Regions from separate parts of the Salmo salar genome. Here region 2 is linked to region 1. The links are chromatin contacts, called in public Hi-C maps. All regions are on one chromosome and are shown on one strand. The core of a region is the stretch at or near the end of the contact, and the rest is flanking DNA. Distances in the headings are between cores, read along the strand shown. Region 1 holds the start of tisb (Butyrate response factor 1). Region 2 overlaps LOC106612723 (mRNA decay activator protein ZFP36L1).

Region 1 (7,399 bases), core at 3,600-6,099:
CGCGCTTGGCCACGATATTCAGGTGCATGCAAACGTTAAGGAATACGGTTTCACGCTTGGATTGACAAACAAGCGTCCATGTTTCAACTGGCACAAAGCAAGTGGGTTACGTGACTCGGTTTTGATATTCATTGATAGCCCATTTTCTATTACAGGGAGACAGCCTATGTATACTGACATCCATTCAGGTTTTCCAGATATGGTAGACAGTGCTGTGTTTAAGTGGGGTTGTGTAAATAGAGGGGAGGCAGCATCAACTCACAGAGCCAGTGTGTGAAAGACAAGGGGTGGTATTCCATATATAAGGCCATGTTTGTTCTTCTGGGAATATTTCACACTGCCAAAATGTGTTTCGGAGGGAAGTGTAAAAACTACACCACCATAGTGAAAACAGAGTGCCACAAATGCAATCCCTCTGAGGACCGCTACAGTAAACTACCGCCTTGTCTTGCTGAGGTCATTCTAAAAAAAAACAGACATACCTGGAAAACACTATGTACCAAAGTACTACCCAATTTCAGTTGATTTTTTCAAAAGACAGATCTTTAAAAAATCATCTTAAACTTAATTTGTGGACTCATGACAGGTTCAACGTTGAGTTTGACAGAAAAAAAGAATATAGGCTAAGGTAAAACATACAAAGGCAATAGAGGAAAACGTCTATCACACAAACATTATAATCAATGCAGAGCAATATGTAGCCACTGTAAAGAACTTAGGCTTACTATACAGCACAAGTGCTCATATACAGTACACCTATTTCACAAAGACGCACTGATTACAAACAAAGGATAAGAACACAGAAACAACTCTTGAAGAAATAAGAGCCACTGTATTTCTAAGCGGTGAGACTCACTGTTAGTAATGTAAGGCGAGCAGGAAAGGAAGGTACTTTCCCTTGTAAAAGCTCTGTAAATATGGGCTCGTGACCAACGGTAGCAGCAGCAGCCGAGTTAGTCGATGCCTTCTGTATCTAATTTATCTAATTTATCTCATTTATATAAGTATTCACACCCCTGAGTCAATACATATTAGAATCACCTTTGGCAGTGATTACAGCTGTGAGACTTTCTGGGTAAGTCTCCAAGAGCTTTGCACACCTGGATGATATAATATTTGTATAAAAATTATTCTATCTCTGTCAAGATGGTTGTTGATCATTGCTAGACAGCCATTTTCAAGTCTTGTCATAGATTTTCAAGACGATTTAAGTTAAAACAGTAACTAGGCCACTAGTAACTAGGCCACAACTAGGAACATTCAATGTCATCTTGGTAAGCAACTCCAGTGTATATTTGTCCTTGTGATGTAGGTTATTGTCCTACTGAAAGGTGAATTTGTCTCCCAGTGTCTGTTGGAAAGGAGACTGAACCAGGTTATCCTCTAGGATTTTGCCTGTGCTTAGCTCCATTCCATTTATTTTTATCCCCCCAAAAAACTCCTTAGTACTTGCCAATGGCAAGTATACCCATGCTTTCTGTCAGCAAGGACTAGAGAGTTTTTCGGGGGGATAAAAATAAACGGAATACATGCACCATGCTTGAAAATATGAAGAGTGGTACTCAGTGATGTTTTGTGTTGGATAATGTCTTATTGCAAACAGGATTCATGTTTTGGAATATTTGTAGTCTGTACACGCTTCCTTCTTTTTACTCTGTCATTTAGGTTAGTATTGTGGAGTAACTAGAATGTTGTTGATCCATCATCAGTTTTCTCCTATCACAGCCATTAAACTCTAACTGTTTTAAAGTCACCATTGGCCTCATGGTTTCCTTCCTCTCGAGCAACTGAGTTAGGAAGGACGCCTGTATCTTTGTAGTGACTGGGTGAATTGATACACTATCCAAAGTAAAATGAATTACTTCACCAATGCTCAAAGGGATATTCAACATCTGCTTTTTTTTTTTTTACCCATCTACCAATAGGTGCCCTTCTTTGTGAAGCATTGGAAAAACTCCCTGGTCTTTGAGGTTGAATCTGTGTTTGAAATTCACAGCTCGACAGATAATTGTATGTGTGCGGTACAGAGAGTCGTTCAAAAATCATGTTAAACACTATTATTGCACACAGAGTGAGTCCATGCAAATTATTATGTGACTTGTTAAGCACGTTTTTACTCCTGAACTTATTTAGGCTTGCCATAACAAAGAGTTTGAAAATGTATTGATAATTTCTTTATTTGTAAACATTTCTAAAAACATAATTCCACTTGGACATTAAGGGGTTTTGTGTGTAGGCCAGTGACACAAAATCTCAATTTAATCAATTTTAAATTCAGGCTGTAACACAACAAAATGTGGAAAATGTCAAGGAGTGTGTATACTTTATGAAGGCACTGTAAATACCGACTATTGCTGATCAATTTCAATACAGTCAGATTTCTCACCATAAGTTTTTGTGATAATTTCCCTAATTCATACAACAGCCACCCCACCCCATGCACATATGTCAGCATGAGTGTTCATAAGGGGGTTCCTGCCTAAACATGCCTATTGGGATGCCTGTAGTGTACAAACTGCACCTTTGCCAAGACAGGAAAGCTCGAATGGAAAGCTTGGCGTATTGGCTCGAATGGAAAGCTTGGCGTATTGCACATCATTGCTCACCATAGAATATCCCTTAGGGCTTAGCTAGTATGTATATTTGTGTGAGCACGTGTGCATGAGTAAGTATGCCGCGCCCCTCCCAACTCACTAGGAGCGAGTTTCCATACTCTCGGGACCAGTGCCAGAAAAGAAACTTGGAGAAAATGCACACCCCTGCACAGCTTGAGAAACCAAACAAGTGGATTGGGAAACAAAATTGAAAAAAAGGGAAAGAGAGAGCAAGGAGTGAAATATTTTCCATTTCTCATTAACCATTTTTAAATATAATTTCCAACCAAATTTGACAAGGTAGTGGAAGCCTGGGGTTATTTTTAACTGGACATGAGTAGGCATGCCTGCCCTGCCTGCTTCTGTGGCCGGGAGTTATTATGCTGCCTTCGACTGATGAAACATGAGCTTTTCAGGGCCCCTGATGGACGTGTCCCACTGCTGTTGGGATAATGGCATAAAGTGAAAGGTACACTGTGACCACTATGGTGGGAAACTGACATAATATGTCTTGGGAGGGAGGGAGGGAGGGACATAGAGTGTCTCTGCCTCAAGTTTGTGTTCCCGTTTCACATCCAACCCTTGGCTATATAGACAATGATGAGTTAGCTTACTGGAATATGTATACAGCAGTTACTACACATCATGTAAGGCCAGTCTCTGCACCCATTTCCCCTCACATTGTCTCCATAATACGACCTTAATAGTGAGATAAATAGAGGCTTTAAAGCTTAGGACACAACCAGATAATACAAAAACACTAAGGATCCAGCAAAAGCGGTGCTGAAGTCATTATATAAGCATTTTAGGGTGTGATAGGGTTCAAGTAAAATGAGCAGTTTCCTCAAACACTGAAATAGTGCCCCTTCTGCCATTAGGTAGTTTTGCAATCAATTGACTCAACTGAAAGAGCTCAAAGCCCATCCAAGTGTAATCATTTCAAAGTAAATATATGACTTTCTGTCGCACTGCCTTGTCAGACTTATGAACTGTGTGACGACAAACCCAAACGACAAATAGAGACACCTCTAAGCGCTGTAGATCAACTGAACATGGCCCAGTCGATCCATGGGACACTGTCACTGGATACATTTTGACTGATAGATTTTTAAAACCCTCTCCACTTCTTCAACTTGACACTATTTACATGAGCAAATATAGCACAACTAATGAACAAAATACTCTCCGAATATAGTCCACTAATCAAGACAAAGAGTTGGTTACTCCTCACTTTGACATTTGGGCATTCTTGCACATGCTTTATTGTTGTTGGAAGGTGGATAGCTGCTGAGTTAATGCCTCGTGACTTCAGTATTTAGCCACACAAATTCAGATGCGTTTCTCACTCGTGTGAACAGTGCTATATCAGGCAAGGGATAGACCCAAGGTTTCATTATTGGTTAAATAGCAGAAACAGAAACATATTTTCATTATCCAAGAGTTTCCTGCTATCGAGGGACTAACATTGCCTGTTTATACTTGGGCTACCAGTAACACAGATGGAAAAAATCACACAACCTAATCCAGCCTACATGATATCACAAATAGAAACTGAAAAACCCTGTGTTTGAAGTCTAGACTGATTACTGGATAATGTTGTTTGTTACAGTAAGATCATACTAAAGTCATTACCTACATGGATTCATGTCAACTGTTTTTACGTTGTCACAATGCACATGAGCGTATTTATGTCTATAGCCTAAGGGTATATATATAAATAAATATATTGTTCCCCTTTGAGAGATAGCCTATAACTGTTGGAAAATGAAGGTAAAGACGGGAAATTGTATTAAAGACAGATGTTCTACAAAAACACAGAGCGGGTGTCACGCATAGAAACCAATGAGGAAAAAGTCTGGGGTAATTCTGGTAACAGCCTTGGGGAAAATGTGTCCAGCAACGAAGTAGTTAATCATAGCCTGCTACCCCAAAACTATTCGTCATCGTGGTTGAAAATCTAATGAACATAGGCAAATAATGAACAAGTGTGTCAGTATTTGTGGGCGTATTATGTTGTTGCCATATATAGCCTAGTCTATACGATGCGTTTATGTTTGAATGTTGGTGAAACTGAAACATTTCACAGCTGACTAAAACTACAAAAACTAGGCAACCTTGGTTGGTTGAGTTGTGTACGAAACTTTATGGGAGTGGTGTCCGGGAAAATAGCACAGGAAACCCCGCCTGCCTGTCAGCCCAGACAAACTATAAAAGGCTAGCAATGCATTAACAGCGCAGCGCAATCGCCCGTGTCTTGCAGCTGAAAGTGACAGGCGAACTAAAACGTTTCAAAGGACAAGAACACATCGAAGCATGTCCGATATGATCGACGATATTGTCACGAGGGTAAGGTTTATTCACTGTGTTTATATTTATGTTTTTGTTCAGATCAGTAACATATGCTATGGTTATGCTTTTGGTTCGTAAAAAAACTACTACTAGACTATTGTATAAGTTGTAGGCTACTTTGAACTTTGATTACATGTTGAAATATTCACAAAACATATTTAACATCATTAAAAGATTACCTGGGAACAGGGCATAGGCTACAATTCTGCATCCTGGGTAGTCTATAGGATAGGTATAACGTGATCATTTATTGACAGTCATATTTCTCTCCACAGAATCTGATCAATCTTGGTTTAGATGAACCATTCATCCAGCAACAAATTCAACCAATGGCACCTCGTCTCAACAGTTCAACTTCGTTCTTCTCACCAAAAAGTCATAGTCTAAACTCTGAGCAACTGAACGATGATACCCCTTGGCCACTTGACATTTGGAGCAAGATGGCTCCAAGTAAACAACAGGTTTCCTTCAGACCTGACCGCTCCATGAGTCTAACCGAATCCAATATCCTCTCCTTCGGTAAAATGAAGACCCTGGATGAAGTGCCTCCACCTCCTGGATTTCCTCCACTGAACAACCCGACTCCTCTCCCTTCCAACCGTTACAAAACCGAACTGTGCCGTAGCTTCCAGGAGAACGGAAGCTGTAAATATGGGAGCAAGTGTCAGTTTGCCCATGGAGAGCCTGAGCTGCGCGGTTTGTACAGGCACCCAAAATACAAAACGGAGGCCTGTCGCACCTTTTACAACTTTGGCTACTGCCCATATGGAGCCCGCTGTCACTTCATTCACGAAGAGAAACTCACCCCCTTGACCCAAAAGTTCCACAACCAAGCACTTGCTGATCAGAACCCACGTCAGCTCCGTCAGAGCGTCAGTTTCGCAGGTTTCATGAGATCACGCAGCTCTCCTCCCCCTGCGCTCCACGACCCCCTTGGCTTCACCCGTGCGCCCTCGGTGTCACCACCCCCAGCGGACATTCTCTCCCCAGTGTTCAATGACACCCAACACAACACATTTCAGTTTTGTCAGAGCCGACCCAGTGTTGGTGACATCCACAACATCCCTATGATAGTTGAGCCACAGAAGCCCTCACGCTGCGTTTGTGGCCACGGAAATAACTTCCCAAACACTCTGAACAAATCTTACGCTATGGAGGACCGCAACAATGTCTACATCACCCAGCCAAACCTCCAGCGCTTCTCTTCTGAAGATTCCCTCTCAGATCGGGATAGTTGCAACAGCACAGGAAGCACCAGCGGTTCAGAGTCCCCCACCTTTGATGGGGCTGGCAACAAGCGCCTCACCGTCTTTGCGCGCCTGTCACTCTCTGACTAGGAAACCCAAACCACACAGAGACAATCCAAATCACGAACCTCGATCAATTGTGAAGGTTCTGCTTACACAAATCAGAAATCCTATCAATATGATGCGCATCAACACTTTATACTGTTGTTTATTTATTAGTAAATTACTTGCTCAGTGAAATTTATTTGGTACTCAAACTTATCAAAATCTGTATATTTTTATACTTATGTATATTTTCATTTAACTTTTCATCTTGTCTTCCATTAATTGCTTTCTTTAAAAATGACCTTGATGGTTATGACAGTAACATACGTTTTATTAAGTGCCTTTACCTGTCTCAATCAATATGAGAAGGGCCTAGTAGCCTTACTTTAGCTGGATTACTTCGATTAGTCCTTCAAATATATGATCATATGAAACAAAAGACTCCCCTCGTTTAGTAAGCTGCCAGAACTATTTGTCAGATCTATTCATACTGTTGGTATTCATGTGTATACCACAAACTGTTGAAAATATTCAAACCATCAATGTGACTTGAAAAATGACAACAAGACATTCTCTCACTGTGATATGCACTTTAAAATAGGTATTGGGAGACTCGTCTCTCTATGTAGCATTTAACCAAAGCTTTATACTTACTTTTATACTTTTGCTACATTCTTTGTGTAAGAGCAGTTTATCATATTATTTTTGGACATCCATCATATTTTAAGACATCTGTGACAAAAGTGAGAAGGTGCTAGTACGCCGTCTGTGTATGTCACAGATCTAGGAGGGGGGTATTTGTGTAATCTTGCCATTTATTTAGAGACCTGTTTTGTTGCATAATGTTTTGACAACCCTGGTTGGGTCTTACTCAGCTGTAGTAGGTGACTTCTATTTCATCAGGGACTGTAACATCACAGTATTTCCATAGACTATAGGTTGACCTATTTGCCTTTTGTAATTGTATAGACTTAACTAATATATTTATTATGATATTTATTGTGTTAATACCAATGTATTTTGTACTTATTTATCAAGAACATGTCAGGGTCTGTGAAAACGATGTGTGAATTATTAAGAAAAAAAGAATGAATTTATTTTTGATCGCCTGAACAGGAGAAATAAATGAAAATGATAAAGAAATGTAATTTCTTGCATTTAATG
Region 2 (7,399 bases), core at 3,305-5,804, 39 kb after region 1:
TTATCCTCTTTTCATATATAAACAGTGTGGCACAAAATGTACCATCCTCCCAAATCTGAAATTCGCCCCTTTACAAAAGGGCATGTTGACAAAATCCTCACATATACCCAGGTTACTGTGTACAGACATATCTTACACAACTGGGAAAAAGCAGTGTGGGAGAGTTTGAACTGACTCAGGGATAAATCTAACTGACAACAACATGTGTTGCAAAACCCACACGTGTTTTTAGAAGCATTTAGGTAACAAAATTGTGATTTTTTTTTCTCTTGTCAGAGTGCCTGCAGCAATGGGACAAATCCACACATGTAGTAAGAAGAGTCAGAGCCACAAAAACAGAAAGAAAAGCTGAGCTTTCCCCACTGCTCCCGCTCCAACCCCACCATCACCAGAGAGATGTAAACTCTAAGAGGCCTGTGGGAAATGGAGCTAGCATGAGAGAACCACAAAGGTGGCCATTCAGAACAGAGCTGCCCTGTGAGCCCCCGCTCTCGAGCCCCCGTTCTCATAATCTCCTCACACACGCACACTTTCATGCAAGAATACACACACACACAAACACACACCTTACCCTATCCCTAGCTGCATCTCTTAGCGCAAACTACATGGGCAAGGTGAAAGTCAACTCCTGTAAATTCAGGAAATGTTTTCAAGTACAGCACAGGTCATGGATTGAAAGTTGACCATAATGTGAGGATATTTCAAATCATGAATTTGTTACCCAAGATGAATGGTTCACACACCATTCCCAGCCCCGTTGAATGGATCCGAGGGTTCTGGTTATCCCTAATCTGCATCTTACAGTAAATACCCTCCTCTGAAGCAGAGGTTAGCCACTGAACCCTATCTATCCCCTTTGGCTATACACATCATTCAATAATAGAATGCTACTCTGAGTGTACAAAACATTAGGAACACCTGCTCTTTCCTTGACATAGACTGACCAGGTGAATCCAGGTGAAAGCTATGATCCCTTATTGATGTCACTTAAATCCACTTCAATCAGTGTAGATGAAGGGGAGGAGACAGGTTAAAGAAGGATTTTAAAGCCTTGACACAATTGAGACATGGATTGTGTATGTGGGCCATTCAGAGGGGGAATGTGCAAGACAAAAGATTTAAGTGCCTTTGAACAGGGTTTGAAGAGGTGCCAGGCCAACCGGTTTGTGTTAAGAACTGCAACGCTGCTGGGTTTTTCACGCTCAACAGTTTCCTGTGTGTATCAAGAATGGTTCACCACCCAAAGGATATCCAGCCAACTTGATACAACTGTGGAAAGCATTGGAGTCATCATGGGCCAGTATCCCTCTGGAACACTTGACACCTTGTAGAGTCCATGGCCCGACGAATTGAGGCTGTTCTGAGGGCAAAAGGGGTTGCAACTCAATATTAACAAGGTGTTCTTAATGTCTTGTACACTACTGTATGTGTACATCTGATGTGAGAAAACTCTGAAAAGCTAAATATTTGTGGTTTTCAAAGTATAAAGCAGGTACACTATACTATGAACGTGTGAATAAACTTCAGTTGGGTTTCAAAATAAGTCAATATAATTCACTCGCTGTGAGTTTGCTGCCATTTCCGGCGGTGCTTGCACACACTGGCTAAAGTGGTTGTATAAAATAATTGGAGAGTGACATGAGTGACTAACACAACATGGAAAAGTTAACTCAAAAATGCAACGTGTACCACCTTCTTCCCATGAAATTCTCAGAACTGCAAATGTTTGCAAAAAAAGGTTTGCGTCACCAGGAAGCTTCACTCACTTATCAATTCAAGTGGAGCATCGTAGCATCCGGTGGGAAAAACATTTCCATTTTCTTTCTGTTTCAACAGGCCCGTTTTCCAGATCCTTCAGCTGATATTGATAAATGACCATGTCAACCAGATAACTGAGAATACCGACTAGATTTTCCTTGGAAATTATATTCCTTGAAAATGAAGTATTTGTGCTCTCTCTACTTGGTTACAGTGAAAACACTCATTGTAGCAATCTTAGTCTTGGGAATTATTCAGCAATATGGATTTGCAATGAAAGATTAAACATTCAATTTTTTCAGGCCTGAGAACATTACGAAAAACATACTTACTTAAAACCTCTTAAGGATCCGCCCCTTTTTTTCATTTTTCACCTAAAATTACACACCCAAATCTAACTGCCTGTAGCTCAGGCCCTGAAGCAAGGATATGCATATTCTTGATACCATTTGAAAGGAAACACTTAGAAGTTTGTGGAAATGTGAAACGAATGTAGGAGAATAAAACACATTAGATCTGGTAAAAGATAATACAAAGAAAAAACCAACCGTTTGTGGAAATGTGAAAGGAATGTAGGAGAATATAACACATTAGATCTGGTACAAGATAATACAAAGAAAAAAAACGACTGTATTTTTCTGTACCGTCATCTTCTAAATGCAAGCGATTGGGCATAATTAATTATTCTAGCATAATTCATTATTCTAGCCCAGGTGCAATTTAGACTTTGGCCTCTAGATGGCAGCACCGCATGAACAAAGTTTTAGAGTGATCCAGTGAACTCTTGCATATCTATTCAAAATGTTTTATCAAGACTGCCCAAATGTGCCTAATTGGTTTATTCATACATTTTCAAGTTCATAATTGTGCTCTCTCCTCAAACAATAGCATGGTATTATTTCACTGTAATAGCTACTGTAAATTGGACAGTGCAGTTAGATTAACAAGAATTTAAGCTTTCTACACATATCAGATATGTCTATGTCCTGGGATTTTTTGTTTTGTTTCTTATAACCTCATTCTAATCACATTAGCATACGTTAGCTCAACCGTCCTGCGGACGGGACACCGTCTCTGTATAGATCCTTATTATTCTTTGTTCCTATATGGAACATAAGGCTTTCACAAGAAAGCGCCACTGCTGCTGATATTTAGACTTTTTTGGGATGTTTTTCCATGACAGGCCACTGTCCTTCATCTCATGTCCACGGTTCTTCATCAGGTTTCCTTTGGGTTACCAAAAACAGTGACAAGTTCTGATGAAAGAAGAGAGAACCCAGTTAGCCACTCTATTTTAAACATAAACAGTAAATAATATAGTAATAGCAATATAAATACACAACATGGTGATGTGGCCGTTGACACTTTGCTTCTTGAAAGTCCAATATCGTGAAAACTTGACAGCAAAACATTTTAGGACTGTATCAAGTGTGGACTAAGGAAAAAAATATTAAATATGTTTTTTTGAGTGGAGTATCCCTTTAAAGGCCCAGTGCAGTCAAAAACGTGATTTCCTGTGTTTTATATATATTTCCACACTATGAGGTTGGAATATTACTGCGAAATTTTGAAAGATAATGATAATGCCCATTTAGTGTAAGAGCTGTTTGAAAAGGCAGCCGGAAATGTCTTCCTGTTTTGATGGGATGAAGTTTTGGCCTGCCTGGTGACATCACCAGGAGGTAAATTAGTCATTAGACCAATAAGAAAGAGAGTTTACAAACCTCTGTCAATAACACCTAGTTTTCTGTTTCCCCTGGCAAAATTCTTGCTTGAGAAATTGCTCTTTGCTAAGAAGCAATTTTAGTTTATTTTTTACCACTTTAATTGAAAACAATTACAGTAAGGTACTTAATTGTTACCCAGAAATTATTTCATATTGAGAAGTTGGATTCAAACCACTGCTGGGACCCCCATCTGAGTCTCTCCAAAGACTGCATTGGCATACATTTTAAATAAACATCTGTGAATTTGTCAAACTTAAATAAACACTTATAACCAAATTCAACCCATACCTTCTCAGTACAATTGACCACACACCAAATATTTCCTCTCTCAAATGGTTGCCCTCGTTCAAATAATGGACTTGTCCATCAACAACACATACTCTACATTTGACATTCAGGTGAAAGCTCTCACCTGAAGTGGTCTAAGGCATGATTTGTTTACGTGTTCACCACTAATTAGGGTCCCAGGGGAAATACTGACTTAACTTTAGTTCCTACCCTGTTACATTATTTTCAAGGTGCAGAAAAAGGCCACACTTATTGACATCCGGCACACAAACTAACTTGGGAGGTGCCTCTGGTATTTGGTTGGGAGTACAGGAATAACACAAAAGGACAACTCAGAAAGAGACAGACGACTCTAACCTCCAGCCATGACTACAGTGTGTTGACTGATGGTCTAAAACAGCATTTCGCTGCGAAGCCTGTATATCCTCTTGGTCTATAAAACCAAGACATTGCAATTAGCTGAGCCAGAGACGGAACACAAAGCGAGACATCCCACTCCCTAATTTTTTCTGTTTCAATGGAAGTCAATGAACTAAGTAGACCAGACCCAGCTGCTATCGCGTTGGTGTCTATGGGAGAGCCACCCTTTAAGAAGACAGGAACTGAAATGTTTTTGCGGGGATACAGCCTGAGTGAACTATCTTCATTTATCCACCATCTTTGGCTGAGCTATAGCGATGACCTAGGTCACTTCCTCTTTTGTGAGCCTGCAGTGCGTGTCCGTGAGGGGAAGTGAACAGAGCAGGAAGAGGAAGTGAAACTAATGCGATGGGGTCTGTGAGCGCCAGGCTGGCACCAACTGGACAGGGCTCAGAGGATCATCAACCGCTGCCATACTGACCAATCATGTGATGGGAAGTGACAGGAAGTAGCAAAAATACATATATGGCTAAAAGTCAGAGCCCAGGTGTTGCTTTAGTACCAGTCATGCTTTACCCTTTCGCGAATTCCATTGGTGGAGTGTATGTATTGTTATAAAGAGGAACTGTGCGACTCTAGAGAGCACGTACAAAAGTGTTGGGTTGTGAGTAATTTCAACATTATATATTCTTTCAACATGCTTTACAAAAATAGTTCCCTTTTAGATATTTAAAATATCAGAAAGTGCCATAAACAGATCAAGAGTTAACAGGAATACTATCCATATGCAAAATATCCCCATAAATCAAAAACATACTCTTGTGGACATGTAAATTTCACTGAACCATGTAAGCAAATGTTCATATATCATTTATATACACAACAGTAAGTGTAGGCGTTACATTGGTGAACATGTAAATGCTGACCCTTAGATGCAGTTGATTTTCTCTTTTAGGCCTAAGGCACAGCAGAATCAGTAGCAGTGCAGATCAGACTAAACAAGCCTTTACTGACCTCTGGTGGCGAAGATCCTTACTGCTATTTTATGTGCAAAGAATATTAAAATAAATAAAGAGTACAGTGAAATGCCTTTCTTGCAAGCGCCGAACCCAACAATGTAGTAATCAATATCAATGCAGCACTAAAAATAACATATGGTAGAACAAAAATAAACGAGTTGGGTTACAACTGGGTGAACTGTTTTGTGGAAATCATTCTGATCAAACATACATAAACACAGACATGCTGAGAACAGTGGAAAATAGTCTGACTAAAAAGATAACAGGTAAAGCATTTCCATGGCTTGTAAATATGCAGACGTTTCAGCGCACGTCAATATGTGCCAAGTAACTTTACTATTGTGACAAGGTGACTTTTCCCGCAATGAAACACCAAAAGTAAAGTAGCCGTAACAGAAAATAACTTTTCCCGGCAACAAAAAAACAGCAGCACCCACAAGGTTACACCAGGCCTTTCGGGATGAGCCACTGGAAAACGTTCTGTATTAATTCATGTTTAGACCCTTTCCCCTCACCCTTCCTAGTGCTGAGGCATGGACACATTAACCTCCTTTCCCTCCCTCGCTCTTAAAATATATTCCTTTCTATCCAGGACCATATGTTTGACCCGTGGTCCCGGTGAATGTAGCCATCTGCTCGGTCCACCAGATGATCCGTGGCTGTGTGAGAATGCGCCTGTCTTTGTACAAACTCACTGGGCTCGACGTGGGAGAATCCCCGTCCAACAAAGGAGAACAGTCAACATTTTTAACCCATTCCCGGCCACGCCTTCCTCAATGGAAGCCACCCCATCCCATTGTCACGCTGACAAGGGAATGATGAACTATCAGTTTCTCATTACTGACCCGCTAACGGTGCTATGGGTTCAGTTTTCGTTTTATTATGCTCCGATTCTTTGTCGTTGCGATGACCCATGAATCTCACTGGAGATAGAGGGCAACTGATCAACATATTAAAAAGGGGGAAAACTTATGGGATATTAATTTGACATGGCAATGTCATTGAGAAAAAGGGAGATGGAAGCTAACTGCTCCTAGAGTAACTCAAGTATAGAGATTGTGTGTCACTCCGTTTCACATTGAGCTACTATTAGCTTTTTGTCATGTTTAAAAATAAACAGCCACGCAAACGACACAGCAGTGGTTTGGCCAGGCGTCAGCTGTCATGTGAAGGCATTCAGTTGTATTGCTATGCAGGGAGTGAGCAGAGGGGGTAAAGATTAGGGATGAAACAAAAGCCATCTTATCTCCATATGAAATCTGATCCGCTTGGCTACCCCCACCCAATGCACACACACACTGAACTCCCAACACACTCTGAATAACAAAGGACAAACTATAGAAGAGAGTAGTCCCGTTACAGTAGCCTACAGATTAACCTGTGGGTAGTGTCTATTGACCTGCTTTACAATGAAACAAAAGTTCCAAAGAAATCAGTGTAGCTGTGTTATAACTAGGTTAGTGCGACAGGACGCTATAGGCAAACAAACCAAAAGTTTCTCAATGTGCCACTACACAAGTTATTTGGAGTGACTCATCAGAATCTGAAGAGGCATGTTCATTTGGGAATATGGTAGACATTATGCAAAAACACTGATGGCTCCGTGACAAATTCAGTCTTTGTAAATGTAGTGCTGCATTTCACAGATGCAACCATTGTGGGCAGATTCCCCCAACCACCTTGAAGACAGAGTAAATACAATTCATGTAAGATTAAACAAACATTGTTTAAAAAAAGTTTATTTCCAGTACAACAAAAAAATATATTAAACTTAATACAAACTCAAAAAGTTCTATAAATACGTTAAAATAAATTAAACTTAATTTACTAAAGAAGCTTGAAACATGTTGGTCAAAAAGGTATTTAAATACAATGGAATGCAAAAAAAGCATCCGCTCTCAGAACCAACTACCAAAACATCTCAGATACAAACCATCTACCATTAGATCTCCAAGGACTTCTAGAAAGACTACAATTCAATCTACTGAACCAGGTGCCGTTTAGGTCCAACTCAATAGAATCAGATTAACGGCAACCCAGTTTAATCATATCACTTTGCCATTTACATGTATTTTTCTGCTAATCAGGGATTACATGCAGTCTACCACACAAGGGATACACACTGTACTCTTGGTGCGTCTTCAGAACATCTACATACAACTTCAAACATTTGCAGAGATTACAGAAACAAGTGAGAAAACAATTATTAATTCTCACAAGCCACCTTGCTAAGTAAAGTTATGAAAC

Evidence for each region. A called contact is a pair of places that touch in the nucleus more often than the background predicts.
Region 2: a contact with region 1 is called in a Hi-C map of gill, with 2.4 times the contacts expected there. The contact joins the enhancer-like site here to the promoter of tisb in region 1. A contact is called at or near these places in 2 of 3 Hi-C or Micro-C datasets (gill and muscle).

The regions. Positions count from the first base shown.
Region 1 is chrssa09:117,245,170-117,252,568 of Ssal_v3.1, forward strand. tisb (Butyrate response factor 1) reads left to right here and starts at 4,850. Exons shown (of 2, transcript NM_001140451.1): 1 at 4,850-4,940; 2 at 5,219-7,383. The coding sequence starts at 4,908. The coding sequence ends at 6,280.
Region 2 is chrssa09:117,284,142-117,291,540 of Ssal_v3.1, forward strand. LOC106612723 (mRNA decay activator protein ZFP36L1) reads right to left here. Exons shown (of 2, transcript XM_014214175.2): 2 at 6,866-7,399. Among protein-coding and RNA genes, the nearest start is that of LOC106612723, 6.8 kb to the right of the region's middle. Within about 2 kb of position 4,555, at least 5 of the 13 cell types and tissues checked have an H3K27ac peak or open chromatin away from gene starts, as enhancers often do. A contact at or near this core is called in gill, where this site is marked.